2 separate regions of the Rattus norvegicus genome follow, and region 1 is linked to region 2. The links are chromatin contacts, called in public Hi-C maps. All regions are on one chromosome and are shown on one strand. Each heading gives the region's core, a stretch centred on a gene start, on an enhancer-like site or on the middle of the called end of the contact. The rest is flanking DNA. Distances are from core to core; before and after follow the strand shown. Region 1 overlaps Ralgps1 (Ral GEF with PH domain and SH3 binding motif 1). Region 2 overlaps Ralgps1 (Ral GEF with PH domain and SH3 binding motif 1).

Region 1 (7,362 bases), core at 398-2,897, 180 kb before region 2:
CAAGGTTTGGAGAGGAGAAAGCAAATATGGAGGTGTACTTCATACAGTGTAGTGTTGTGAAAATGTCACCTGTCCTCACACACTTGTGGACATTTACATACTTTTCACTCCACAGGGCCCTGTAGAGTGTGTGATGGGGCTGCGAGAGCTTGGAGGACTGGTTGAGCCTCTTGCCTTAGCCTCTATTCACAGGTGACTGACCCTGTGTGCCTCTGTCTGCGCCAGCTGCCCACTTGCCTTGTCCTCGCTGCACATTTTCCCTCTTCTTGTGGGGCGGGGTGCCCAGCTACTTGTTAAGGACAGTACTTATGGTGTTTGTCAAGGAACACGCGTTTCCAGATCCAACACCCTGCCTCTGCCCTTGTGGTTTCCAGGAGAGGAACTTGGTCTCAGAAGGAGGAGCAGCCAATGAGAACAGGAGCCTCAGTGTGAGCCGAGCCAGCACCAGCGTCCCAGTGCAGAGCGCTCTTGTCAAAGGGGCTCCCGCCGAGGTTTTGTGTGTAGGAGAATGCACCCCTTTACTATACACCTTGTTTCTGACTACGTTGGCAAGGGTCATTGTGTGGAGGCAGGGGCATAGTGGAGGGCTGCTTTGGGTGGCTTGGGCGTTGGGAGGAGACTTGGCTACAGTGATGCACAGAGTTATCTCTGTACTTGCCAGGCAGAGACTATGTATGGCCTTTCCTTCAGGTGACACTGCTTAGTCCCAAGGCAGATGTTCTTTGAACCATTAAAATCAAATATGTGATTGAGTGAGGGCCCTAGAGAGTTGGAGAGAGGGGTTGGGGATTTAGCTCAGTGGTAGAGTGCTTGCCTAGCAAGCGCAAGGCCCTGGGTTTGGTCCCCAGCTCCGGAAAAAAAAAAATTGTCGAGAGTTGGAGAGAGGCCTAGAGCATTAGACTCTGATCCTTAACAGCACAGAAGGGAGCCTTCCAGCCAGGCTTCCGAGGTGGCGGCACCTCACAGGGATGTTTCCAGGGCTTTTGTGGGCGTCTCCTCACTCATTTCCCAGAGCTCCCTTTGAAGCCCATTGGCCACAGCAGGTCTGACTCACTGTGGCCCTGTTTCTAGAAGGCCCATGCTTATGACTCCTAAAATAGAGAGTGCTGGTGGAAGGGCAGAAGCAGAGCAGACTCAGGCTCCTCCCCACTGGTCCTCCACACAGCTTCTGTGAATGCTAGCTTCAGCAGCCAGCAAAGAGTGCTGCTCCCAGTGCAGTGACCGCGACAGCACATCCCAGTTCACCCCTGGATGCGACTCTTTCTCCCACCCAGTTTAGGATCCATTTTCATACTTGCTTGCAACATTTGGAAGAAATCATACTCTTGTAATCAGGCAGGCCTAGTTGTGTGTATTTTCTTTGAAACAGCCTCTACTGTCTTAGGAAAAAGTGATTATTCTCTCTCCCTCACAGGGCCAGCTCATTGGCCTGCTCATCTCAGGCCATCCTGTGGTTTCCTGAGCCGAAAGTGTTGAGGAGCATTTTGCCTGGAAGGCGCCCAGGGCTGCATCTGGGCTTTTCCTTACCCTCTCTGGGAGTGCCCCTCCCCCTCCCCCTCCCCCTGTAAGACCAGACTCTTGTAATGAGCAGAGAAAGACGTGGGGTTGTTCTGTGGGTCTGATAACAGCTGCCACGCTCTTAAGGAATTACATCATGAGAACTGCTTTTACTCATGCATTGTTTGGGTTTCCAGGAGGGTTGGCAGCAAGAGTGTGTTTGCCTGTGTATGCAGGAGATGGGGTGGGGGAGGGTTGAGAGGTAAAGAGGTTGAGTGAGGGAGGGAAGAATGGGGTTTTGTGTGTACAGGCTGCTATGTCCAAACTAAGAAGCAGATACTGCCTTCCCGATGGATACAGAGAGTGCAGACGTGAAAACATAATAGTTTAAACCCTCTCCCTCGGGCACTGTATTCACATCTGCAAAATACTGTCTTAGTATTGCTATTGCTGTGAAAAGACATCATGACCATGGCAACTCTTAGAAGGAAAACATTTGTTTGGGGCCAGCTTACAGTCCAGAGGTTTGGTCCATTATCATCATGGTGGGAAGCATGGCAGACATGGTGCTGGAGGAGCTGAGACTTCTGCATTCTGACCCACGAGCAGTGGGAAGAAAGAGACACTGGGCCTGGCTTGACTGCCTGAAACTTCAAAGTCCACCCCTAGGAGTACACTTCCTCCAACAAGGACATGTCTCCTAAGAGTGCCACTCCCTGTGAGCTTATGGGGGCCATTTTCATTCAGACCACCACAAATGGGTTTTACAGAATGCACATAAATCCTGGCTCCAAAGCCTGGGGCAAAGCCTCTGTGTAACAGATTGTGGCAGAGGCACTGAGGGCCAAGCTGTATCTGCGATCCTTAGGGTCCAGGACTGGAATCCTCTGCACAGAACAAGGGTTGGTGAACACTTCACTTCTGACAGATGAGGGAGAGCAGAGGCAGGCACTGATGCTGTGGCCACACAGGCTTCCTTTCCCAGCACCTGTGAGAACCCAAGGACGCAGCTGAGGAGGTGAGAAGGGGCCTCTGCTGTGTGCCATAGGTACCCAGTGCCCCATGTTTTCTGCTGTGCTCGCATGCTCGAGGCCCCACCTCCCATCTCCTGACCTGGAAGACCCCTCCTCATGCTTCACACCAGCACTGTGGCTCTTCTTAGTGGGCCCATATTGGCCCTTTTAATGCCCTGGTTACACACTTAATGCTCAGGAAAACTAGACCTGCCCCATTCCTTCAGAGTCCATGCATGCTGAGCTGGGACAAGACTCAGAAATTAGTAGAATTTTCTGCTCCCCTCCTGGACTTGAGTTCCGTTCCCAGCCCCACAACTGCTTGTAACTCTAGCTCTAAAGGACTCTGCTCTCTTCTAGCCTCTGAGGGTATATCTGAGTATACACAGGGTGTGTGTGCGCATGCACACACACACACACAAACACAGATACACACACACAGACAGACACACAGACACACACAGACACACACAGACACACACACACACACACACACAATAGAAATAAAATTGAAATGGAATTTGCTACCACTTGTTCACAATCTTGAATTTAAGGGTTCCCAGTACCTCCAGGGAGAACCTGTAACCCCAGCCCCTCACTCCCCCTGTACAGCTCCATGCACCCCTCCCTGTAGTCTACGTGTCCTTCTACTGTGCCCTAGCCTGTCTGCCCACTGCCTCCTGCCAGGTCACAGCCCATGGCCTTCGACACAGGAGCTGTACTCAGCAGCCTCAGGACCTGACCTGGATGAGACTTGTGTTGCTCTGTCCGATCGCTTCTGCCATTTTCTGCACATAGATTTATCTCTTGTTTGAGAGCTGCCGTCTGTCAGCGAGGCTATTTCTGTCAAGACCCGTAGGGGTCAGTCCAGAAACAAGTATTTCTTTCTAGCTTCTGCCTTCTATGGAAAATATGATGGGCTTCACATGGGTAGGACGTCTCACAAAGCACAGAACCCTAGGCATAGTGGTGCCTGCCTTTAATTCCAGTACTTGGGACATGAGTTCAAGGCTAGCCTGGTCTACACAGAAAAACCCCATCTTGAAAAATAAAACAAAACAAACAAAAAATAAAGCCAATTGTTTGCCTAAGAAAAGAGAATAAAAATGTGTAAATAGAAGCTTGTAAGGGAAGGACACAATTAATGTTACAGTAAGTAATAACACTGACAGTAATATTACAGTAAGTCATAGCAGCTGACCTGGCCTGCATAAGTGTTTCACATGCCCTTCCTGCGCAGTGGTGGGAGACAGTATCAGGATGCATATAAGCTCAGGTCCTGGGACACTGTCCAGGATTTGAACTTATGGGGCCTCAGTTTCCCAGAAATTCAAGTAGTTCCTACTGTCTGATCTGAGTGGTCTGTACCTCCTGGGGCTCTATGGCCAAGGTGTGAGTGATGCTTAGCCAGTGCCTCCCTCAGGATGGGTGCTGACAATGGTGCGTAGAGTGCCCATCTGTAAATGGGGCTGGAGGAGAGGGTGGGGCTGGCAGCACATTCCTCCCTTTAACATTATATGTGTGTGTGTGTGTGTGTGTGTGTGTGTGTGTGTGTGTGAGTGCGCTTGCATGAGCACACATGTGCCATAGCATGCATGTGGAGGTCAAAGGATAACATTTTACAAAGTGGGTCACAAGGATTGTACTTTGGTCCTCAGACTTGTTAGTAAGCACATGCCTTTGCCCACTGAGTCATTTCCTTGGCCATGACAGCATCCTTTGGAGGAAGCACCAGGACAACTTCAGAGTGTTCTGGTTTGGTCTGTACTCAGAAGGTTGGGGTCCAGGCCTGGTTGCCCTGAGGAGACCCACAGAGGGCCAGGCACATGCAGATAGGAGCAACATGTACCTCAGCCTTGAACTTGGAGCAGATTGGCTGGGCTGGTTTGAGGCAGCCTAAGAGGCGTGGCCTCAAATTGCTATGGCTGCGCCCTTGAGCTGGGTTTATTTTTCATCTTTTTTGGGACCCCTATTCTGTTGAAGGGCCTTGGGAGGAACCTGGGAGGGTTTTCCCTTGGTTCTGGGTCCCATCTCTTCCATAGTAACTAACGTTCCCTTCTCAGTTTGTCATGGTGTTCACTCTGTCACTTCAAAGGGAATGGCAGGCAGGTCAGGTGAGGTCCCATTATGCAGCGCAGGGTGCCTCATGCATTGCAGCTTAACAGTCCCAGGTCCCAGGTCCCACAGTTTTGGGCTTTCTTGTCATCGTTCAGATTTGGAACACTCTCATCACCTCAAAAGCACTCTGTGTCTGTGTGCAGTCTCTTGCCACAGGCACTTTTCCCCTATAAATTTGCCATTTCTGGGAATTTCCTAAAATGGAATCACACTGTACATTCCTTTGAATCTGACTGTTTTCACTAGTGTAGTGTTTTTGAGGTTTGATCATATTGTGGCTTGTGGTAGCATCTCATTTCTTTTCATAGCTGAGTAGTAGCATGCTGTGTGGTTAGCTCACACTGCCTTGGTGTTCGCTGAGTGATAGGTAACTGACTTGGTTCCAGGCTGGCTATGGGGAGTAATGCTGTGATAGGCATCCTCTGTGAGTCTGCGGATGTGTTCCTTCTCTGTAGTAGACACCTGGGAATCAGATCACAGGGTGGTTTTTAACCAGTCAAGAAGCTACCAAATTGTGTTCTGAATAGCACCAGCAATGCCCAAAGACTTCACCCACCCCCACCAGACCCCCCCAAAACATTAGATATAGTCTAGCTTGATTTGGGTTTTGTTGTCCTAGTTCTGGCCATCCTGTTTGGTCTTAAGTTGTGTCTTTGTGGTTTGGTTTGTATTTCCCTGAGGGCTTTCCCCTTATTAGTTTGTGTGTGTGTGTGTGTGTGTGTGTGTGTGTGTGTGTGTGTGTGTGTGTGTGTGTGTGTCTGTGTATGCATGCGTGCATGAATGTGCACACATATGTGGAGCCCATGGAGCCCCATGGAATTGGATCCCTGAAGCTAGAATTACAGGTAGTTGTGAGCCATCTGATTGGGTGCTTAGAAATAGACTTGTGTCCTTTGGAAAGAGCAGTGCATGCTCCTAACCTCTGAACATCTCTGTAGCCCCTCCAGGGTGGACTTTCTCATCTGCCAGATTCACCATGCCCTGAGTCAAGTTTATCACTTTCCTGCCAGACCTCTTCCACCTCTATGTCCCTTCCCTGATGACAGCTACATTATCCCTCAGTACTTGCCATAAATGGCTGGGTCTAGTCTGCTTCTCTCACCTGTGCTGCATTTTTTCTGTGGGTTCTGTTCTTGCTGTCTCCCAGCCATCTTTACCCCTTGCAACCCCAGCTCAAGGCACCCACTGTCTGGTAAGTGCTGTGCCTAGATCTCCCTGCTCTTCTGCTGAGAAGCTGTTGGTGACTTTCAGTGTTCTGGGAGGCGATAGATACTCTGTGCACATAAGCAGTCCAGCCAGAATAACCAGACCAGATCTTCAGGTGGCTCTTGGGACATACTGCTGCTGGATAGAATAAGCATATGCACCAGAGCATGACCTCTATGAGCCTCAGTTTTCCTCCATAGGAAATGGGCAGAATTAAAGGCCTCCCTTGGGATAGTGGAAGGGAGATGAGTTAGAGGAATTGAGCACATGATCCTTGGTGAAAACTTCGTGGGATCAGCTGTGATAGCACAGTGCGGTGTCTGGCTTCTTCACCAACCTTCATCTCATTTGGAATTACACATTCTGGGGCTTGTGAGGGCCAGGCACCCTGGGATGGTTGCAGAGGTGGGACCCAGTGATCTGCAAGGGGCAGGATGGTCGGGCATAGATGTGAGTGAGCGCTACCAGAAGAGCTAAGGAAGCAGAATGCATTCAGCTGTTGGACGCCAGTATTTGTCTAAAAAATGCTGCCTTCTGTATGAGCTCACTAATGGCCCAGACACACCATTTTCCATGGAGGGAAACAGGCACAGGCTCTAGCCTGAGCTCGAAGGCTACCAGTTCCTACTTTTCTGATGGCGTGGTCCTATGGGCTCAGAGCAGGGTTTTATGGATTCCTTTGCCTTACAGGACCTCTCAGCCAGGTTATGTCACCAGCAGAGGTGGCGCCGAAGTTCCCTGCGGCCTGGAGACTATGTACAAGAGGAATGGTCTGATGGCTAGCGTGTTGGTCACCTCTGCCACTCCACAGGTATGAGGGCTATGGGAGGGTAGCAGGAGGAAGAGGTCACGACATGGGGCCCTGGCCATGATACAGGCCTTCTTAGGTCCCGCCACTCCAGACGAGCAGTCTAGGAGACAGTTAGCCCTGTGGATGGCAGTGTTTTCTGAAGTTGTTCTCTTCAAAGAAAGACAAATACCTGTTCAGTCCAGCCATGGCAAGTGCTATGTTCGATTTTGGTGGCAAGAAGGGCTCAGATCTTTCTCAGAAAAAGCTACTGTTAATTATAAAGAAGCTGCATTCCAAGATGAGGTCAGACAGAAGCTGATCCAGCTGGCCCATACTTACCTACCTACTTCTTAGGAGATGGCCTCGAGGACCAGTGGCCTGGACGGCCTGGGCAGGCGCTCTGTGTGCGGTTTGGGATTGCTTTCCAAGCTCAGTAATGACACAGTCACCCAGGAGGGGTGCCATTGCAGGCTGGTGCCACTGTGTCTGGGGTGTTGTTCTGGCTCCTCAGCATGTGGGTGAAGCAGGGTTGAATCTGAGCTTCCCACAGGCAGTTCTGAAGTGACCTCAGATTAACTAACCAGAGGCCAGGGAATCATTTTCTTATCAGGGTTTCAAACATTTTTTCCTTGGATTTATCTCTAGTCTTGAAATCAAAAACTTCTGGATGCCTTTAAAGACTTTAAAATTTTATTTTAAATTATATGTGCATGTTCACATGACTGCAGTGCACATGGA
Region 2 (7,332 bases), core at 2,363-4,862:
GCCGACCTGCACTGAGCATCTTTCACGTCTGCCCACATGCTCACTAGAGTGTACCCAGGCCCTGCCTGGGGAGTCTGCTGGGCCTCCCAGCACACAGTGGGCCTTTGCCGCTCTTATTCCACTCCCACTCCCACTCTGTAGGTAAAGATACTGAAGTGCTCACTCAGGTTCACACATCACAGAAGTGGCTGAGCTAACTGATGGGTTGGGGGTCAGGACAGGTCTGTCACTTCTGTCTAACACATGGAGCATGAAGGGTGCCATAAGGGTGGGCTCTGTTCCTGTTCCTGTCATCCTGTCTACTCGTTCAGGGCATTAAGACCTGCTCTGGGCAATAGACCTACATGTCTCTGCCTTTCCTACAGGTAGGGCTGTGTGTGTGTGTGTGTGTGTGTGTGTGTATGTGTGTGTGTGTGTGTGTGTGTGTGTGTGTGTGTGTGTCTCCATGTGTGTATCTTTGTGTGCTTATGAGTGTGTGCCTCCGTGTGTGTGTATATGTGTGCCTGTGTAGCCTGGAATGGCCTTGAACTCCTACTTCTCCTCCTCTCTCCCCTGAGTGTTGGGCCTGCAGATATGTCACAACACCCAGTTTCCTACAGATACCTTGAGTCACACAGATGTTTGTAGGACTCAGAACCACAAACTTTACCTTATATCTGGTCCTCTTGACTCATCCAATTGGGCTGCTTCAGGCCTGGCTGTCTGTGCCAACAGAGCAGCAGCATGGCTGTTTCCTCACTGAACCGTTCCCCAGATCCCTCAACTTGCTAATCACAGCTGGTAACAGTGGGTGTTGCTGCCTCAGGGCACAACAGCCTTCAGGGGACAGTTATAAAGCTGTCCTTTCTCCAGGATACATTCTTGGATGTCCTCAACCTTGACAGATACAAATACACCCCTGGACCTTGAAGCCCCCCTCAGAGCCACCTTCCCACCAGCAGCTTCCTGCTAAGATCCACTCAAACCCTCTGTCTTAGTTAGGGTTTTACTGCTGGGAGCAGACACCATGATCTTGGCGACTTTTATAAGGACAGCATTTAATTGGGACTGGCTTACAGGTTCAGAGGTTCAGTCCATTATCATCAAGGCAGGAACATGGCAGCATCCAGGCAGGCATGGTGCAGTAGGAGCTGAGAGCTCTACATCTTCATCTGAAGGCTGCTAGTGGAACACTGGCTTCCAGACAGCTAGGACTAAGGAATTAAAGCCCACAGGCACCGTGACACACCTATTCAAACAAGGCCACATTTCTTAATAGTGCTACTCCCTGGGCTGAGCCTATACAAACCCTCACACCCTCCATGCTGTACACAATCTTCTTACTAGAGCCATCTCGTCCACAGGAGGCCGGGTAACCCCTCATTTAACACATGTGAGAGCGCGGCTGCCCTCGCTTGCTATTCGCTCTTACATCCTCAGGGCTGAGTGAGACACTAACCCACAGTGCCCTGACCCTAGTATAGAGACAGCTTTCAAGGCCATCATGGTTTGTGTGGTCACACCATGGAAATGCTCAATGAAAAGAGCCTGGCCCTCTTCCTTCTAACGCCCTTCCTCTGCCAACCTTTCCAGGGCTCAGAATGGGGTCCTCTGAGACAGCTTATGGGCTAGAAGCAGGGGACACAAGATTCAAGCCTGATCTGTCCAGTTCCATAGCTCTTCAGAGTGCTAGCAGCTTCCAAGCATTAGCAGTTCCCACTCTCTGTGGCCTGTGAGACTGCAAGGAGAGCACAGTGCCACTTCAGCCCAGAGATGACGCACAGTGTTTCTCAAAAGGAAATGAACTGGACCTTCTGCACAGAGACAGACAGACCTTGGCTCCCATCAAGACCCACGAGAGCTGCATGTGTGAAAAGCAGAGTGTGTGTGAACATAGAAATGAGCGGCTCCCAGGCCCCGCCAGAGACCTGGCTATAGAAGTTTCCACACAGAGACTGTAGAGGGCCCGGATGGCCCAAGAGCTGCAGGGCTCTGGCAGATCTAAAAGGCTAAGTTCTGGATCTCAAAGGAGGGCTCTCCACAGGGGCAGGTGGGAAGCAGAGGGCATGGAACCCTTGAGTTGGGTGACAGCCCACCCTGGCCTCTCGAGGCTCAGAGCTGTACTGGCTGGAGATCCAGATGGCACAGTTGCAGTGCCTGGGGAAAGCACACCAAGGAGGAGATGGCATGAGTCTCTGTCCAGCTGGGGCTAGGGGAGGGACTGGAACCAAGTTTTGTGACTTCAAGTTGCTACTTTCCCCTCTGCCACAGCTGCCTCCCATTACTTTCCGATGTGTGAGATTTGGAAAGGCCAGCTGGAATGGGACAGTGCTAGCCCAGAGCAGAGCCAGGCCAGAAATCCTTGAGAAGAGGTTCCTTTGCCCACGGTGAGCTCTCCTTGCTGCCATGCCCATCTGCCCAGTGACCTCCTGATGTCAGCCCACACTGGACTTCTCCATGTGCCCCCAAATCTGTGTCTCAGGTGCACACCAGTCTACACAGAGGGTTACTCTCAGTTCCCTCCCTGCCTGCTAACCACTGGACACTTCTTGTACATATTTCTCTCTCAAATCCTGCAGCTTCCAGTCATGACCAAATTCAGTTACTCATCCGGTCAGAGGAACTTCCTAAGATGTGAGTCTGAGCACATCACCAGACCTTGCCTGTGGGGCTGAGTCTCTGCTGGGGCCCTGCCGTCTTCCCTCTGGGCCTTTGCACACACTGTTTGTTCTACCTGTATCATTGCCCATGTTAGGCAGGATGCTGAACCTTCCAGAAGTCTTGTCTCATCCCTCCCCTATGTTCCCAAAAGCTCTGTGATGTTGAGACTTACATAATGTCAAGTGGAAAAGTGTATACCATTAGTTCTGACAGGGAGCAGAGGCTTTAGTTAGAGTTGCCAACTTCATCTTTGATCCTGTCGTGCTGTTGGTGGCAGTGGTGCTTTGCCATGTTGATTATGGCTATCCTCCTGTCAGAGTGTATGTTCCTGCTGGGCGAAGCTCCCTGGTTGCCCCTCCCCCCCCTTGACTGTTGACTGCTACTCCCATGCAGCATCAGGAATTTTCCTGTCTGTGACATCGCTCCAGTGTTTGGCCCAGGGGCAGCCCCAAGGTCTGGCAAGAGAGACACTGTGTGTTTAACTCTTTACCAGGAAGACCAGGATTATCCCTCATTTATAGATGTAGATCCAGGGCTTAGAGGTGACCTCCCAAGGCCATTCAACCTGTAAGCACAGAGCCCAGGCTTCCCTTGCCTCCAAGGACCAGAGTCCCTTTCTGTCACCATACACTATCTGGCATCCTGGCCACTCCAAGGCAGTTAGTAGAAGGCCGTTTGTTTTGTTTTGTTTTCCTATTCCAATCAATGAGTGGTCTGTTGGGCAGTATGTTGGTTTCTGGTAATGAAAACCAGATTTTTTTCAGCATATCTGGCTGCCTACAGAAACTGTCAATTCTCATATGGTCCCATAAAACTGCTAAAGAAACAGCCACTTAAAGAGCTTTAAAGATTATTCATGGAAAACTTATGCTGAGGAAAAATAGAGCAATCCTTTGAGATAGTCAAGCCATATGGTCAGTTTTTCCAGCTGTGTGTGCCATATCTACTCTGCTATGTAGACCAGAGCCTCAGCTCATCACCACCCCTACCCTGCCTGAAGACATGACCAACAGGCGTGCGGGCCACCCAGCTCAGAAGGCCTGTAGTCCTGGCACTGTCACGTGGGAGCCACCCCAGGCTCAGAGGGGCAGGAGCACGAGGCCTTTCGGGTAGCAGAGGGTGTCACTTACTGGCAGAGGCCCCTCTTCTGGGTCTCAGCCAAATGGAAATTCTTCTGTTTCCTCGTCAGACCTAGGCTGTTGGTCAACAATGCTAGGAGAATGTGGGGGAGGAGGGGGCTGAGACCTTGAGCCCAGAGAGCAGCAGCAGCCCTGATATAGGCCCAAGAGGCCAAGGCTCTTCCGCTGGGGGCCCCCACCCACCCTCCCATCTGGTCCAGGGGCATTTGAGGCCAGGCATGCCTCCCAAGGCTCCAAAGCAGAAAGGAAAGGGGTGCATCCGGGCCTAGCCTTGGAGAGAGAGTCCAGAGTTGAGTGGAAGCAGCCAAGGCAACTCAGAGAGGCTGTGATAACTCAAAGCATGAGCAGAGCTAGAAGGCGAGAGCTACATTGAGCCAAGCGAGAGTGAGCGTCCTCAGAGTGGCCAAGGGAGGCAGCAAGTTAATGCGGCCATGTGACTGCCATACAGCTTTAGGGCTTCCCATGTCATATCATGTGGTGACCTCTTTCCTTTCTCAAGGACATCTGCCCAGCACTTGTACTCTGAACCCCTGACAGTCTCCTTCCCAACCCACATGCGTGCTGTGCATTAGGGTTTGGATCTTCCCTCCAGTATGTAGTAGATCTATAAGCCTGCCTTCTCCTCCATCTAATGGGGCAACTAAGAGTCATACATACTAAGTCATACCTCAAGGCTCACAGCACAGTCCCAAAGCAGCGTGCCAAGTGTGCAATGGCCTGCTCTGCTTATCACCATGGTCATTTCTGCTTCAACACGAGGGTCTCTGGGCTTCTACTCCAGGTCTCCTGCAGAGGATCCTTGTGACTTGACCTTTAGAGCACTGGGGCAGGGTGGGAGCACAGTGACTCAGGCAGTGGGGCTGTCACCCTCCTATGATTGCTGATAAACAAGGGCTCCACCCTCTGGAATTTTCTCTAAGGGCAAAAGCAAAACAAAGCCACACGCTGCTCTTTCCTCTCCTGCTCTCTACAGCAGCTGCACCAGCTGTCTCCTCAGGAGCAGAGGCATCCTGTGTCCCAGAATGTAGGCCAGAGGATCCTCCTCAGAACACTGCAGGGCCGACTGAGAGACTGGGCATTGGTGCCCAGATCACCTGTGACCATACAGGCAGAGCCTCCAAAGGCCAGCCCACTCTTCAGGGCACATCTGTTCTATCCTGTGATGGAGAGGTAGAGCCTTAGAGCAGCCAATGCCAGTATGCAAGTCCTGGCCAGGGACAAGAGTGTAGACAGAGGCATAGGTTCCAGCTGGCCCAACTCAAGGCCTCCTGTATACCTCTCTGGGCTTGCGCAGTCTAGGAAGGACATTTGCTTTAAGGTTATGCTTCTGGTTCTGTTCTTATGAATGGCTCATCAGTCGGCTGCCTGGCAGAGCTGCCCAGCTACTGGGCCTGGTCACCTCAGGCCTTCACTCTGGGAGTTGATGATGTTGGAAGAGAAGGGTCAGTTTCTGGTGAGTGGGAAGCTGCTGTAGGCTTCACGTGAGTCTTGTCTCACATATAACTGGAGAAAGGCCCATAGTACAAGCCTGGAGCCCAGTTCCCCTGAGCCTCTGCCCTACTCTCACCCCCATCACTCCTGCCAACTCTTTCTCTTTCTCTCTCTGCTCTTTTCATAGGCCCCTCTGCCGGCTCCAGCTCAGCCAGGTTCCGCCGGAGGCCCACCTGTCCAGATGCATCTGTGGCCGGCAGCCTCCCCACACCGCCAGTCCCCAGACACAGGAAGAGCCACAGTCTGGGCAACAAGTGGGTGACCGAGAAACCCTCTTCCGGGGTGAAGGAAGGTTGGGTCTTTCCCCATCCTCCTTTGGAAGCTCTTGATGTTCTTGGCAGACAAACCCTCCTAAGGCTGGTGTGAACTTGGGAATGAGAGGGGCGACAGGTGCAGTCTGTATGCCACCACCAGGGACCTGGGCTCAGTAGATAGTGAAGAAATGTGCCTAAACCTGGTCTACAGCTCATTTAGGGAGAACTGAGTCCAGCAGACACCAGAGACTATCCGCAAGTCAGCAGTGAATGTCTCAGAGTACCTGCTGGTTCACTGGGACCCACTGCTGGGACACATAGAGGTCCTCAGCATTGCTGGGGAAAGTCATGCCTGTATCCTCTGGGTATTGGTCACAGGTTCCCAAATAAGGGGCACCCTTTGTCCCTTCCCATTCCTCCCTTTCTTCTCTCCTTCCTTGCACCTGCACCCTAGCACTAAGGCACAAATGCCATGCATCTTGGCTGGTCCTTGTGGGGCTCAGAGGCAGGAGCAGGACAAAGTGCTTTGGATCCCTGGGGTCTCCTCTTCTCTAGACATTGCCACATACCCATGGTCACCATCTCACTGAACCATGCAAACCTCTGAGCAGCTTCTGCTGTGCTCACTGTAGGTCTAGCAGCTCTGACTAGGTCACAAAGCTCTGACACTCCTTAGCAGAGCCTACTGACCAGCCTTTCACCTTGGCCTCATCTCACAAGCCTCACCGTCATCCTGGGATACAGGCAGGGCAAGCAGCACTAGTCTCCATTGACAGAGAGAGAAGTAGAGGCTCAGAAAAAGGATGTGACTTGCCCAAGGTCATACCATAAGAAGGGGCTGAGCCTGGTCCACCAATGGGCTCTGGGCAGAGGCGTCTCCAGCAGTAAGTCCCTGGCTCTGGCTTCCGCGGCCAGTGCACCACTGTGCTCCCAGGATAAGGAGCTCTGCTTCTCTCTTCCTCTCCGTTTTCCAGTCTGATGTGTCAGTTGAGTGTAGTTGACAGTAAGAGTGCCACATTCCCATCGGAGAAGGCCAGGCATCTGCTGGACGACAGTGTCCTAGAGTCCCGCAGCCCCCGCAGGGGCCTCACCCACACCTCCTCTACCGCCATCACCAACGGACTCTCCCTAGGTAAGCAGCTCTGGCCTGTGCACACAGGCAGGGGCAGCAGGCCCAGTTTGTGCTCCGTGTCTGTCTCTGTGTCACTGTACTGTGCCCAGTGGCCCCTCACCCTTAAAGAATGGCTCCCTACAAGAGTCTTCTGTTGCAGGAAGAGCCCAGGGTTGGCCTTCTCCTGATGCTCCCCATATGGACAGTCAGGTTGAAGAAGGAGGCTAGACTTGAGTCCACTGCAACCCCCTAAGGCCAGCTGCTACCTTAGTGGCATTTATGTCCAAGCCTTGCTAGGAGCAGTAGGTGGGTGGCCCATTGCTTCCTGCTGTGTGCTTATCTTTACCCAGAGAAGGCAGAAGGGAAGATGAAGACGTGAGCCTTAGGGATGGCATTACCCTGTGGACAGTGGCAGGAAGAGCCTGTCCCATGGAGTTAGAGACAGGGCTGCTGTTGCCAGAAGAGAAATATTGATATTAGGGCTGAGACTAACATGGAACTGCATTCAGAGACCTCGGGTCACCTATGGCAAGTGACACTATCCTATGATTACCATCACCAGCCCAGTGCTCTCTTGATGGCCCGTGCCTTCCAGTGTGCCTGTGTGTTTGCCTGCCTTACATAGCAGAGTCCTCCTAGCAATGGTGGTGAGCTGGTGTTTGATCTGGTGAAGGCAGCGGGGCAGAGGGCCGGGAGC

Evidence for each region. Hi-C and Micro-C count contacts between places; a contact is called where the count stands out from the background.
Region 1: a contact with region 2 is called in a Hi-C map of Schwann cells, with 5 times the contacts expected there. The contact joins two enhancer-like sites. A contact is called at or near these places in 12 of 12 Hi-C or Micro-C datasets (the A7r5 cell line, the Rat2 cell line, Schwann cells and 7 more) and 1 of 1 datasets of contacts at active chromatin or transcription factors (oligodendrocytes).

Annotation. Positions count from the first base shown.
Region 1 is chr3:37,032,691-37,040,052 of GRCr8, reverse strand. It overlaps Ralgps1 (Ral GEF with PH domain and SH3 binding motif 1), which reads left to right. Exons shown (of 20, transcript NM_001427068.1): 2 at 6,525-6,645. The coding sequence starts at 6,589. Among named protein-coding and RNA genes, the nearest start is that of Ralgps1, 31 kb to the left of the region's middle. Within about 2 kb of position 1,647, at least 43 of the 93 cell types and tissues checked have an H3K27ac peak or open chromatin away from gene starts, as enhancers often do. A contact at or near this core is called in Schwann cells, where this site is marked.
Region 2 is chr3:36,853,496-36,860,827 of GRCr8, reverse strand. Ralgps1 (Ral GEF with PH domain and SH3 binding motif 1) reads left to right here. Exons shown (of 20, transcript NM_001427068.1): 12 at 5,398-5,524; 13 at 6,499-6,656. Among named protein-coding and RNA genes, the nearest start is that of Garnl3, 27 kb to the right of the region's middle. Within about 2 kb of position 3,612, at least 16 of the 93 cell types and tissues checked have an H3K27ac peak or open chromatin away from gene starts, as enhancers often do. A contact at or near this core is called in Schwann cells, where this site is marked.